Linked DNA regions of Salvelinus alpinus: region 2 is linked to region 1. A link is a contact called in public Hi-C data. All regions are on one chromosome and are shown on one strand. The core of a region is the stretch at or near the end of the contact, and the rest is flanking DNA. Distances in the headings are between cores, read along the strand shown.

The links. A called contact is a pair of places that touch in the nucleus more often than the background predicts.
Region 2: a contact with region 1 is called in a Hi-C map of muscle, with 5 times the contacts expected there. The contact joins the promoter of fam20b here to the promoter of LOC139578505 in region 1. A contact is called at or near these places in 2 of 3 Hi-C or Micro-C datasets (muscle and red muscle).

The regions. Positions count from the first base shown.
Region 1 is chr6:29,353,281-29,355,980 of SLU_Salpinus.1, reverse strand. It overlaps LOC139578505 (ras-specific guanine nucleotide-releasing factor RalGPS2-like), which reads right to left and starts at 1,355. Exons shown (of 19, transcript XM_071406199.1): 1 at 1,198-1,355.
Region 2 is chr6:29,508,078-29,510,777 of SLU_Salpinus.1, reverse strand. It overlaps fam20b (FAM20B glycosaminoglycan xylosylkinase), which reads right to left and starts at 1,322. Exons shown (of 10, transcript XM_071406187.1): 1 at 1,088-1,322.

The DNA.
Region 1 (2,700 bases), core at 106-2,605:
GGCTGGAGACAAGTGACTTGAGCTTTCCGACAAGTAAAAAAAATAAAAAATGTCCTACTGGCAAAAAACGTTAATGTCCAGACCTGCATCTCAGTTATGGAACACAAGCGTACACTGCTTAACAGATATTACTGGGTTAACGGAAATCTGCCTGCATGGCATGTGGCATGACTGATATATGTTGCTGTAGAGTCCCTGGCTTTGCCCAGCAAGTGGCTATTGTCTAGCAATATCAAGGCAGCAATGAAAGATGCATCAGCAATCTGTTAAACGTGGCTCATCTAGGAAATAATGTGGGACATGAGACGTGCATTACAAATAATAAATTCATTACTCTACACTTTCACCCTTTGAAATCAATTATATCGACCCACGGTATTGCTTTTAACTGGTACATTACAGGGCCTAACGTTACCTAGCTAATGTAGCAAAACACATTGATGCTGACATATCCTAGCTACAGTAGGCAGGCATCGCGATGTTGATGCCAACCTGTCATGAAAGATTAATTAATTCGTATTGCAACGGCTGGCTGGCTAACGTGATGTTTCTTGCCTGTGTATAAACTACAGGCCGTTGCACCTCCCTAAAAGTGCTCTGCTTTTTCAGACTAACTGCATATAGTAATAACTTCTATATTGAAAGACAACTAGTCAACCGGCAGTTTGTTTATATCCAAGCCATTTTAGTGAGAGAGAAAAAAACACTCCCCGGATCTGGGCGGGACAGTGAGGGGGGTTCTGAGTCCAAGACAACCCGAGCCAAGGCGTTTCAGTAGCCATCAGCTTAGCGCTAACAGCAGGCTGGGGACAACACGCGCAAATAACCGTTAGCCAGCTAGCCATCTCAGTTGGCAAAAAAACACAAATAGCAACGACATTAAAGAGGACAGTTGTTAGTTAGTTTGCTAACTAAACTTGTCAAACAAACGTTGACTACCTACAGCTATCGTTAGCTAACTCGACAAGTGCAAACATCTTAAGACATTCTGAGAGCTAGAACTGGCAGTGGTGTAACGCAAGGTAGTCAACGTTAACTAACGTACTTAACGTTACTGCAGAGAGAGAAAGCTTAACGTCGTTAGTGTGGCTTACTCCAGTGGATAACGTTAGCTAACCTTCCGCGCAAATGGATTTAGCATCAGGGATGCTGCCACATACCCTAGTTTACGAAAACAGACATAAACCAGACACTCACCACACAGAAATGGGTGCCAAATTCCTCTTTTCGGGTAGGGAAACTCGACCCCGGCAAATTTCAGAGGCTCCTACAAAGCCAAAAGCGGTGTGCTCTGCAACAGCTGTGTTCTGTTTTGAATGAGGGTTGAATGGACACGGGAAAAGGGGCGGAATTTAGAAAGTTCGCTCGCCTTCGCTGTTGCCCGCTGCAACCTGGTCTCAGAGCAGTTCGTATTATTGTGTACGGAAACCGAAATCCTTGTTTTTAGGATAATAAATGACATGTCCAATGGTATGTTTTAATTTGTGGATGTCAGGCACCAATTTCGCATGATGTAATACGAATTGTAATTTGTGACATATGTTACGAATTTGCAAAATACAGAATATGTTAAGATTTTGCAAAATTAACTATATATTACAAATTTGAGAAACGTATGATATGTTACGAATTCTAGCTAGGCAGATAGGCGGCTAACCGTAGCTAGCTGGCTAACGTTAGCTAGGCTACGGGTTCGCGTTTAGGAGTTAGGTTAAAGGAGTAAAGTTTTGAAAGCGTGTTAAGTAGTTGCAAAGTAGCTAAATGTAGTAAGTAGTTGTAACGTTTGCTTATTAGCTAAAATGCTAAAGTTGTCCCTGATGAAATTCAAACTCCCAACCTTTGAGTTGCTAGACATTCATTCCTACCCATTCACCCCAACCAACCATCCTACTTTCGTTTTTGCGTTAAATACCCATCTGTTTTATGTAACCATATCAAACCCAACATATACTAATACTAGTGTCCAGGATTTATTTTACTATGTTACGTTTAGTTTATGAGACCAGGCTAAAATATTTTTTATGTCTCCCCCAATGTTACTAGGGAGTGTAAACTGATCCTAGATCTGTGGCTACAGATAAGGGTGATTCCTACCACCGTGTGCCAGTACACCAGAGAATGCTGCGTGTGTGTCGCGTGGAGTCTTGACTGGCACCTACCGGGGGCGCGAGACAGAGCTGGGCATTGTTTAGTCAACGAGAGTGAATGGTATGCCAGTGAAATTGCCACCGGTAATGGTAAGAGAGAGGATAGAGGTCTGTATTTTAGGTTTCTCGCTACGCCCCCAAATATTTTGCATTACAGCCAAGTTTTTATCTCGGATGTGACCAGTGTGCTTCTCTGTGGATGTGACCAGTGTGCTTCTCTGCTGGATTTGGAAGTAGCAAAACAATAGAATATGTTTGCATCAATGTTTTCATATTGTCAATTTGGACCATGGAAGGCTGGGACTTTAATAATAATATGTGTACAAAAAACAAAATAAATGTTTCAGCAATTCTGACCGAAACGTCACATTATCTGTCTGATCTGAAGCGCTTTACTCAATAACGTGAATATATCCCACCAGATTATTCTATTTTTAACACATCACATGACATCAAATGGGATGAGCAAATTAGACGACAAAATAAAACTCTGACCTGCCCTGATGTACTCATGGACAGTGGATTTGTCATATCACGCTAGTTTTCCTTGACT
Region 2 (2,700 bases), core at 73-2,572, 150 kb before region 1:
ATGATGTCACTTCCTGTTAATGACGGCGCATAAGGGTGGACTTTGGTTGGTTTAGTTGGTGTGATGGGGTTGAGTGTAGACTGAGGGAAAATTGTGTGATTTTATTCAATTATACTTTCGCAACAAAAACAAGTTTGCATTAATGGCAAAAGTAATTAATTATGTGCACATTTTAATATTCATTTCCCAAGTAAAAATAAATATTTTTTATAAAAGTTTAAATTAATGCTATATTTATTTCCATTCATTATGCTGGACATTTCCATTTATATACAACATCTTTTAACATTTCATTTTGGTGACCCAATACTTGAAATAAAGTCAGAGGGACTGAAATATTACCCGAGCCCAAAAATGACCCACATACATACACATGAAACTGAACCAGAATCTGGTTTTACAGATCAGAAGACATTGATATGATTCGCCATATCAACGCCTCCTGTGCCAGATTCTGGTTCACATGAAACTGTCTTGTTGAAAATGAATGAAAAAGGCATACCAGTAACTGAGGACAACCCGTGAATTAACGTTAACTGGCTAAGTTAAACATCTGTCTAGCGGTGGCCACGCAGGCAGGAATGACTCGAGCTGCCTTCCACACAATCGGTCTTTCATGGGACCAACAACATTGCTAGCCTTCTAGCTAGCTGGTTGGTTGGTTGGTTGGAAATAGCAAAGGCCCACACAAAGACAATAACGTTACAGTATGGTTTAGAAACTGGCCCACAGCTAGGTAGACATATACTCTGTAGCTAGCAACGTAGCCCATACTAGACGTTAACTACCTTTCATACCTTGGCTTGGGTTCTCGAGAGCATCTAACTAACGTTAGCAAGCTCCAGCAATGCAGCAACTTACAGTACTAACGTAGCTACTGTACCTAGCTAACGAACTGCATCGATATTTTCCACATCAAAGCTTGCGTAGATTGCTGACGAGCTAGCTAGTACTGTACCTACAGTACCTAGCGAGTAAACTAACATTAGTCGTTATCAAAAATGTATGAATATAGGCTAGCTAGCTTGCCAACGTTAATTGTAAAGATGTGCCTTTAGCTAGTTGGTAAGTCTAATAAATGGCTTACCTTTCACGATTACCGCTAACGTTACTGGATGTCAAACGACGACAATGCACCAGTCAGGGTGTGCTTGGTATTTTGTGTGGAACTGTGTATTCACCAATAGGCTGTCAAAAAGGGATAATTTCTCCATCCCTTTGCTCTCCTTTCCTTCGATTCCTCCTACCTTAGCGTTTACACTTCCGAAACATTTCCTCAAGCACACCGCCACCTAAATCTTAAAGAGACCAGGACCTATTTAATTGTAGACAATGTATTCAACATAATGGGGTTTATTAATGTCAGGTTTCGATTTAGACACCAGGCAGCGCTGTTGTATTATAATTAAGCAGTCATCGCTATGCATTTATCACATAAGTAATGCACGTCACTGCATTACCTTCATTTCGATATGGACCTAGACATAGGCATACTTCTCTAGGGAGAGTCTCCCAGTAAAAATGGTTCCAGTTCAATATATCCTGCACACTGGGTTGAAGAGAGGTCTGTGTGTGTGCATGGTGGTGTGCGTGTAAATCATGCATTACTGTAGATGTGAACCATTATAGCATAAAGATATCAAATCTTATTAGTCACATTCGCCGAATACAACAAGACCTTACAGTGAAATGCATACTTACGAGACTTGGCGCTCCGGCACCGCTTGCCGTGTGGTAGCAGAGAGAACAGTCTATGACTAGGGTGGCTGGAGTCTGACAATTTTTAGGTCATTCCCCTGACACTGGTATAGAGGTCCTGGATGGCAGGAAGCTTGGCCCCAGTGATGTACTGGGCTGTTCGCACGACCCTCTGTAGTGCCTTGCGGTCGGAGGCCGAGCAGTTGCCATACCAGGCAGTGATGCAACCAGACAGGATGCTCTCGATGGTGCAGCTGTAGAACCTTTTGAGGATCTGAGGACCCATGCCAAATCTTTTCAGTTTCCTGAGGGGGACTAGGGTTTGTTGTGCCCTCTTCGACTGTCTTGGTGTGCTTGGACCATGTTAGTTTGTTGGTGATGTGGACACCAAGGAACTTGAAGCTCTCAACCTGCTCCACTGCAGCCCCATCGATGAGAATGGGGGTGTGCTCGGTCCTCTTTTTCCTGTAGTCCACAATAATCTCGGACAGGGAGAGGTTGAAAATGTCAGAGACACTTGCCTGTAATCCGTCTGGCCCTGTGGCCTTGTGAATGTTGACCTGTTTAAAAGGTCTTACGCACATCGGCTGCGGAGTGCGTGATCAGTCTTCCGGAACAGCTGGTGCTCTCATGCATGTTTCAGTGTTATTTGCCTCGAAGCAGTTTAGCTCGTCTGGTAGGCTCGTGTCACTGGGCAGCTCTCGGCTGTGCTTCCCTTTGTAGTCTGTAATGGTTTGCAAGCCCTGCCTAAATGAGCGTCAGAGCCGGCGTAGTACGATTCGATCTTAGTCCTGTATTGACGCTTTGCCTGTTTGATGGTTCGTTGGAGGGCATAGCGGGATTTCTTATAAGCTTCCGGGTTAGAGTCCCGCTCCTTGAAAGTGGCAGTTCTATCCTTTAGCTCAGTGTGGATGCTGCCTGTAATCCATGGCTTCTGGTTGGGGAATGTACGTACGGTCACTGTGGAGACGACGTCATCGATGCACTTGTTGATGAAGACAA